Regions from separate parts of the Mus musculus genome. Here regions 2 and 3 are each linked to region 1. The links are chromatin contacts, called in public Hi-C and Micro-C maps. All regions are on one chromosome and are shown on one strand. The core of a region is the stretch at or near the end of the contact, and the rest is flanking DNA. Distances in the headings are between cores, read along the strand shown. Region 1 has its middle 8.1 kb from the start of Gm32968. Region 2 overlaps 6430548M08Rik (RIKEN cDNA 6430548M08 gene). Region 3 holds the start of 6430548M08Rik (RIKEN cDNA 6430548M08 gene).

Region 1 (2,736 bases), core at 159-2,658:
AGGTGGGAGGGGTGGGCAGCTGCCCAGCCCGTTCTCCAGAGGAAAGCCGGATAGAGCCGAGATTTCTCTGGGGCAGTTGCCTGCCCACGTGCCCGCTTAGCCCCTGGCAAGGCTGCCATATCATACCTCAGCTGTACTCTTCCAGTTTCCCGTCTGAATGTCCTGTGTTGGGAGGTGGGCTGAGAAGGGAAAGAAGAAATCAAAGAGGAGGAGGAGGGGGAGGAGAAGAAGGGAGGATGGAGGAGGGGGAGGAGGAGGAGAGGGAGGAAAGACTGCTTGAGTGCGCTCTAATCTTCTTCCCAGCCGTTCAGCCTTCAGGAGCCTCCAATTAATCATTATTAATTTAATCCTCAATGACTCAGCCAAGTTCTGACAGAGACCAGCCGAGATTTATCCTACCTGTTCAGGGGATGACCCTAACAGAATTCAGTGGGTCGTCACTGCCCGAGCCAGGCCCCCCTTGGATCCCTCTGTGGGGATTTACCGAGACCCATGGCTTTCAGGGCATCGATGCGTCATCTCCAGTGGCTGAGTCACAAAGTGGCCGGCTGGGTTGCAGGGCTAGCCTGGCGAGGCCTTGCCACTGGAATGGCTGGAATGGGGTCTAGGAGACTGCAGGTTTTCATAGGTGCCCCTAGCCAGTGATACAGAATGGGGGTGGCGGCTCCTCTTAAACCAAACACCTGAGCTCCCCAGGGTCAGTTCTTGGCTTACTCTAGTAGGCGGCAGTCAGTGTTCGCTGCTTTAACAAATAGCTCCCCTTCCCGTGAGCTGTTGTTTCCTGCAGTGAAAATGGTTATATTTTCCAGCCAGGCATGGTGGTGCAGGCCTGTGATTCTAGAACTTGGGAGGCTGTAGTAGGAGGGTCACAAGTCTGAGGTCAGTGTGGGCTACAGAGGTACAGGGTACAGCCTCTAGATTCCATCTGTGTATATGTGTGCATGTACACCACACACACACACACACACACACACACACACACACCCCTACTTCGAACAAAAATGCACGTTTTTGCTGACATTGTGGCCCAGGAAGTGACCCTGGGGCCCTAGCATTGTCCCTCCTGTGTCCCACCTGGCCAGCGATGCAGGAAAACAGGCAGAAGTGACCACTTCTTTATGATGCTGTGTGGCCATGTCAGAAAAAGGAGAGGGATGTGGTATGCACCAGCTGTCTAAGCCCAGCAAGTGCCTAGCAATCAGGACAGGTAGCCAAGTGACCGGAGGCCTACCCTGTAGCCCATGGCCTGTGGCCTTTCCAGCCTCAGGTCCAGTCACACAGAGGTCAGCACACGGCCAGGAAGTGAGTGGGTCCATCTTTGGGTTTCTCTGTTGAGTCACACCCAAGGGTGCTACCAGGGAGCTGCCTGGGTGTGGCTGCCCTCCGGTGGTCAGCCAAGGTGCTGCTCCTGCCTGTCTCCTGCACGAAGCCCTCCCTGCCACCAGAGGGCGCAGGAGTGCCTGTCCTCTGCGCTGACCCTGTCGATTCAATTGTCTGTCTATATGAGCCCCAGACATGAAGTGGCTGTTACTTGACAAAGAGCCTGCCCTGTACCAATGATACCTGGACTTGTTCCTTGGACCTTCACAGCACCCCCACCCGGGTGCCACATCCAGGTTGCTCCCATCTTACAGTTAAGGAAACTGAGGCATCAGAAGGAGCTGGTGCCTTCCAGCAAGGGCCATAGGGCACGTGTGGGAGGAGCTAGCGGGATGGTGGAATACACCTGCAGCTTGTTGCTTTCTGAGGTACCTGGGTGTCGGTCTGGCTGGTTGGAGGTAGGGACACCCATGACATCAGGAGGCCTTCTAGTAAATGTGGGCATCCTCCTATAGCCTATTGCTAAGGGAAGTTTTCTTATCCATTTATTAAGAGTTGAGCCCCGGGCTGAGTAATGGCTCCGTAGTTAAGAGCACTGGCTGCTCTTCCAGAGGACCAGGGTTCAATTACCAGCAACCACATGGCAGCTCACAACTGTCTGTAGCTCCAATTCCAGGAGATCTGGCGCCTTCACAGGTATACATGCAGGCAAACCACCGATGCACATAAAATAAAATAAATAAAATTTAAAAAGACTTGACTCCGCCCCCATGGGACTCCGACCCCATGCTGGGAGTGGTGGGATACAGAAAGGGAAAAAAAACCAAACCCAGACTGGAGTGGGTACCTTTCTCTCTGGTTTGATAAAATGTCCTGCAAAAGCAATGGATGGATGGAAGGAAGGAAGGAAGGAAGGAAGGGAGGGAGGGAGGGAGGGAGGGAGAGAGGGGAGGGAAGGAAGCCAGGCAGGCAGGAAGGAAGTGTTTACTTTTACTCTCAGTTTGACAGGACAATCCAGCATGGAGGTAGGAGCATGAGACCACTGGGCACATGGCATCCAGAGTCAGCAAGCAGACAGAGTCGGATGCTGGTGCTCAGCTCGCCAGCCTGTGGCGTGTTGTGGCCCTCAGTCAGACTGAGTCTCCCCCCCCCCCTCAATAATTAGGTCTAGAAACTTCCTCACAAACGTGATTGGACACTTGTTTCTTAGAGGTGATTCTGATCTGGCCAAGTGACAGTCGAGAGTAACCGTTATGAACACTGAACCCCAAAAATGGTCTTTGAGGGGAAGTTCTCAATGAACATCCCCAAAAGAATATATACTTTTTTTTTAAGATTTTTTATTTATTGATTATATGTAAGTACACTGTAGCTGTCTTCAGACACTCCAGAAGAGGGAGTCAGATCTTGATACGG
Region 2 (2,700 bases), core at 27-2,526, 170 kb before region 1:
ACTCCCGGTGTGGGAGGAAATGTGGGATGCACTTGGGGTCAGGGCATGGCTGTCCACACTGCAAAGGAAATGACAGGAGGCAGGAATGCTACATGTGGGGACTCAGCTTTCTGCTCCAGCAAAGCACAATTCAGAGCAGGCTATCCTGGGAAGAGTCCGGGGTAGCTGGGGATAACTGAGCAAAGGTACAGAGCCTAGGGGTCTCTTTTGGCTCATGGTGTTGAAAGGACCAGTGTGCAGGAGTTATAGGGTGTCTTGTGCTGAGCCCTGCAGCCAGCCAAAAGAGACCAGTTCAACTCTTCAGGGAGGGTGCTGGACCCTCCCTATGGAGGCCTGGGCATGGGTAATCGAGTAGTCCCTAACAGCCCGCTTCTGCACGTGCTCCAGGTCTCCTGCTCCCAGCATCCCCAAATGGCCCAATTGCTATAGATCATGGCAGGCTGTTTGCTTGACTGGCTACCATCAAATCAAATAGAAAGCTTTATCCTATTCGCCCAGTCGGAGTCCATCGGCGTTTCCTTTGTGGTGTTACTTCCACTCACTGCCCTAAGGAAGGAATTCTGGTCTCTCAGACCTGCTGTGTGGCTCTCAGTGTAGATTTCTCTTCTTCCCAGATGCCAGCTCCTTCTGGCTACCTCTGCCCTCCCACCTGGCTCTTGCCCACTTCTCTGTGTAGTCTGTGCTTACTGAACACTCCGGAGAGGCCCGGCCTTCCCTTCTGGGGGAGCTTGCTAAGCCAGCTGCTTCTGACCACCTACCCTGTTGAGGAGACTGAGGGCAGCACCTCCTGTCCTGCAGTCCCTGGGAAGCACCTTCAGGCGCTCTCTCTCTCTCTCTCTCTCTCTCTCTCTCTCTCTCTCTCATCTGAGCTGCAGACTGCTTCTTACTCCATTTCTCCCCACTTTCAAGGCAAGCCCCAGCTGCCCCCGACAGAGCCCAGGGAGAAGCCAGCAGGCAGTATTGACTCCTACCTGAAGTCAGCCAACAGCTGGCTGGCAGAGAAGAAGGACATTGCCGAGCGGCTGCTGAAGAACACAGAGAACATGAAAGGCTTTTTCGGGGGGCTGGAGACCAAGCTGAAAGGACCGCTGGTCAGGAAAAATGAGTGAGTGTGCCCCAGCCTGAGCTTACTATATGGGAGGAGCGTGTGGCTTACCTAGTCCTGGCCCTGCAGCTGTTCTTGAGTCACACAGCTGCCAGCCCAGCACGACTCTGCACCCCAGAGCTTCCACATGCTGTCCACTCATTGACAGGCGGGGTCCAGGAACCATGTTTCCTGGGCTGCCAGGAGCCTGTGGCTTTGTTGTTTGGCAACAGGAAGTTGAACACTCTGTCCCTCCTTCCTCCTGCCACTGCCGGGAGAGTTAATGTGAGCAAAGCCAGGAAAGCCCTGGGCGCAATGTCTCCGGGAGAGGCTGCTCTTGCAACAGATGATGGTTGTTGTTTTGTGTGAGACAAGGTCTCTATGTGGCTCGGGCTGTCCTAGAGTTTTCTCTGTAGACCAGCCTGGCCTTGAGCCTCCGAGTGCTGGGATTAAAGTCATGAGCCACTAGACCGGGCCCCAGAGAGCTCTTAAGATGGGTGCATTGGTCACAGGGGGGCTGAAGCTGAGACATCTTAAGGAGAGGGCACAACAGTACAAGGACAACCATCCAGGGACCTGCACCGCTTAAGGCTTGGCTATAGCCAGGGTATGCCACCTGTCCCTCCATGTCCACACAGTAGGCCCACAGAAAATGGTACCAGGCAATCTCAGCACCACAGGCCTCAGTCCCCAGCCTGCCAATTGCCACTGTGTCACTGACCCCCAGCTTCTCCTCAGAGGAGTTGCACAGAGAATGGGGCAGCATCTGCATGTGAGGGCCTGGGCTCCTTCTTACTGCTGTGGTCTCTCCCTCCAGGGAAGATGAGAACAAACCTAAGGACAGACAGACGAAGACTGGTAAGAACACAGCTCTCTGGGCTGCCTAGGGGGTGGGGCCTGTAGCAAGGGGGAACCTGGGGCTGATGCCTGGGATTAAGGAGTGCCCAAAGGAAGGCAGAGTCTACCTCTCGGGCCTCTTAACCAAGACGCACCATCCAGGCCTCAAACTGGCTCACCATTAGCCAGCAACAAGAGCAAGCAAGTAGCAAAAGAAAGGGCTTTGCTGCCTTTCTAAGCAGACTAAGGAAATACGAAATCCCTAACCGCAGGGGAGTTCAACCAGAGGGAGGGTGCCACTTCAGGGTTCACATAGGGAAAAAGCCCTAATCTAAGGCTGCAGAAAGCTTCGTGGAGTTTGGACAGTGTAACGTGATGACTTTGTGGAGAAGCAGAGCGAGCTGAGGGTCTGTAGGATCTGCCCGTGGGGAGCCCAGCCCAGGCCGCCCTCAGATCTCCTTATTCCTGCAGTGACCATGATCAGCCCTGAGGATGAGCAGAAGGGGGAGAAGGTTTACCTGTACACGCACCTGAGGCAGCAGCCCATCTGGTAAGGCCCATGGACACTCTGCCCATCCCACCCGGCGCAGCGGCTGCCCAGTCCCTCAGCTGCCCGTGTCTCCAGCAAGGACGGTGGCCGTCCTCACCTCCAGGGTAGCCACGGCAAGATGATAGATGCCAGCAAGTGTTCGTAGGGATGTGAAGACATCTGACTCTCCATGGGGACCATTGTGGAAATGCCTGGCAGCTCCCCAGGGGCTAACCGAGTGGCCGTGTGA
Region 3 (2,752 bases), core at 135-2,634, 210 kb before region 1:
TGCAGAAGGTTCTTCCTCGTTTTTAAATGTCATGTCATCTGCCTCTGTCCAACTTCCTGAGGAGGTCAGAGGCCTATTAGAAGGCAGGGCAAATGCCACTAAATCTCATGAGGAGAAGTAGAGTTCCTCAATATGGAATGGGATCCCTTAGTGACTACATTTGTCTTCAGTGCTCCCCAACAGCTGTCTAGGTGAGGTCAGGGTTACAGAACTTGGTACCTAGTGCCATCTTCCTTCTCTGAAACAGGGGAGGGTTCCTTTAGCCCCGGCACTGTCCCCTCACATTCTACAACTTTTCTGAGCCTTATCTATAGTCTGTTGGACTCTGTTCAGAGCAGCTGTCCTTAGTGTCCACACAAGGATGAGGGCTAGCACCCACCCTTTCCCTCCAGAGCTGGCACCAAGTTCTCACACGCAGACGTCTAGGTGTGAGACCTTCTCCTGGGGTGGCCACGTGTCCCTAAACTTTCCAAGAACTTTAGCTCCCAGCCTTTCCTAAGGCTCTCTTAAACTTTCCCAAGAAGCCTTAGTTGGACAGATCTTCCCATCTGTTGTCAGCAAAGGGCAGGTGCTCGGTTACCACCATCTATATCATCTTCCTGATTGGCAGAACTCCAGCCCCCTGCCTAACCCTCAGGACTTCAGAAAAATCCCAGAAGTTCGGCCTTGGTTTTCTTTAGTTTTCCTTTTCCTCCCTGGTGCTGGGCATGGGAGTCAGGACCTTGACCACTCAGAGGCAGTGACCCGCCCCTGAGCTCCACCCCCCAGCCTCTTTGTTATTTCTTTATTGAAGAGATGTGGGAGAAGCTGAATGGCTGGACGTTGTGCTTACTCCTATTTATGAAAAGAGCCAAATCTACTGGCCTCTTAAAGACACGCCTTTCGGAAGACAAACGGGACTCAGCTGGCCACTCGCGCCTTCAAAGGCGTGTGGGTCCACGGGACCTACGCTGGGACTCTGCTACCCCAGGCCAGACCAGCCTCGAGGGTCACCTTCCTCTCCCAAACCACTTTTGCGCGCAAAAACGCCGCGACCTAGTCATCCTCTGCTGGAACTCTGTTCCTGAGCGAACCCGCGCGGCTGTCGGGAGGCGCAGGGACTAAGGGGCGCTCCCGCGCCTGCGTACAGGAGCTGAGCGAGGCCCGGCGCTCCCAGCAAAAGTGACAGCTCGCGAGTCACGTGGTGCTCTGGAGGCGTGGCTCCCGGCTTGCTCCAGAGAACTCGTACGTCACGCGGGGGAGGAGGGTGGGACTGGGCGTGGCGCCCCCTGTTGACTGACAACTCTCTCCGCGACACATCCAAAGGGCCCGACTGCTCGCGCGTCACGTGCACCTAAAGGGGCGGGGCGCTCCCGCTGACTGACAGCCCGCTCCGCCGCGCCTCAGAAGGACCCGGCACGGCTGGTCGCGCGGTGCATCCGCGGCAGCTGCAGACCCGACGGCGTCCTGCCCGCCCCCCTGCCCGGTCCCGCGGGCCGCCGCGGCGAGAGGGCCTCGGGCTGCGGTGCTGCGCTCGCGAGGGGCTGTGCGGCGTGGCTGCGCCGGGACCGGTGAGGAGGGGTCGCTGGCGGCGTGGGCGGGTCGGCTGGACGGCCGGTGCGGCGGGCAGGGCTGTCATTCTGCTGGTCTCAGTGGAGGGCCGCGAGCTGCTCAGAGGCCACGACCGCGCCGGAGCGGGCTGGGAAGGCTCGGACCCCGAGGCCGCTTCTAGGATTTGGGAAGACTCGGACCCAGTCATGCACGGGTCTGCGCTCGCCCGGAGTTGCAGGGTTGATGAGACGTGGGAAGGTGACAAGGGGAGGAGGAAGCAGGCTCGGCGGTCCAGTCCAGTGCCGCACACGGGTGCGACCTACGGAGTGAGCGGGAGCGCGGCTCTGCCGGCGCAGGTGCGCTGGCACGGGCTGGGCCCCCGACGTGGAGCTGTCCCGGTGGTGAGTCAGAGGTAGAGGTGAGCTGGCAGCTGGCAGGCCGGGCTACCCTCGCCCCAGCTGGGATCCAGCCTGTAACCCGATGCTGAGGTTCTGATTCATTCCCTTCGATCTGCCTCCCTCCCAAATCCTGAAAGCAGGACAGCGACACAGCATGAACCCCAAGACAGGGCAAAGAGGCTCGGGCATTAGTGAGCCGCATCCCTTCCCTCTTTTCCACACTGTGGTCAGAAGTAGGGATGTTTAGGCCTTTGAGGACCAAGATGGCAGATAAGCTGTTTTGACGGGCTCCGTGGAAAAAGTTGACACCTGGGATTTTCTTTTCCCCTCAAACACTGGTGATTTCTGGTTGGTGATGATGAGCTAGCTCAGTCTCTGTTGCAATCCAGAAGTTTCTTGGGATGGTTGTCTTTTGGATGGTCTGTGTCAGCTCATGTGGAGTGGACTCCTATCTCTTGAGAATGTCACAAGTATACGCGCATCACAAATCTTAAAGAAATTGAAGTGAGTTATCTCCGCAGATGCTAAATGCATTCTATCTTCATGGCAATGTTTGTTTCTTCCAAGGTAAGTGGTTTTAGAATAACCCCAAATGGCGCTGAGGGAGCTTCTCTGAGGACAGCCTCCCAACCCCCTGCGCCCCTAGAGAGCTATTGAGTGGGCAAGTCATGTGAATACCCCGGCTTTCTTTCCTTTTCTCCCTTCTTCGTCTTCCTTTCACAAGCGGAAAGTCATCGAGTTAAAAGGAAACGTCAAGGGGCTGAAGAGACGGTTCAGCCAGCCCTTGAGAGCATATTCTGATCTTTGAGAGCTCCAGAGTTCAG

Evidence for each region. Hi-C and Micro-C count contacts between places; a contact is called where the count stands out from the background.
Region 2: a Micro-C map of muscle stem cells shows a contact between it and region 1, with 7 times the contacts expected there. The contact joins two enhancer-like sites. A contact is called at or near these places in 1 of 484 Hi-C or Micro-C datasets (muscle stem cells), 1 of 115 datasets of contacts at active chromatin or transcription factors (embryonic stem cells) and 4 of 9 other capture datasets (adipose tissue, embryonic stem cells, liver and 1 more).
Region 3: a contact with region 1 is called in a Hi-C map of the MC38 cell line, with 5 times the contacts expected there. The contact joins the promoter of 6430548M08Rik here to the enhancer-like site in region 1. A contact is called at or near these places in 1 of 39 promoter capture datasets (liver), 1 of 484 Hi-C or Micro-C datasets (the MC38 cell line) and 2 of 115 datasets of contacts at active chromatin or transcription factors (both in embryonic stem cells).

The regions. Positions count from the first base shown.
Region 1 is chr8:120,318,258-120,320,993 of GRCm38.p6, forward strand. It overlaps a transcript of Gse1 not described here. Among named protein-coding and RNA genes, the nearest start is that of Gm32968, 8.1 kb to the right of the region's middle. Within about 2 kb of position 1,409, at least 58 of the 459 cell types and tissues checked have an H3K27ac peak or open chromatin away from gene starts, as enhancers often do. A contact at or near this core is called in the MC38 cell line and muscle stem cells, where this site is marked.
Region 2 is chr8:120,151,530-120,154,229 of GRCm38.p6, forward strand. It overlaps 6430548M08Rik (RIKEN cDNA 6430548M08 gene), which reads left to right. Exons shown (of 13, transcript NM_172286.4): 6 at 910-1,105; 7 at 1,902-1,942; 8 at 2,393-2,471. Among named protein-coding and RNA genes, the nearest start is that of Cibar2, 25 kb to the right of the region's middle. Within about 2 kb of position 1,277, at least 54 of the 459 cell types and tissues checked have an H3K27ac peak or open chromatin away from gene starts, as enhancers often do. A contact at or near this core is called in muscle stem cells, where this site is marked.
Region 3 is chr8:120,112,768-120,115,519 of GRCm38.p6, forward strand. It overlaps 6430548M08Rik (RIKEN cDNA 6430548M08 gene), which reads left to right and starts at 1,385. Exons shown (of 13, transcript NM_172286.4): 1 at 1,385-1,550.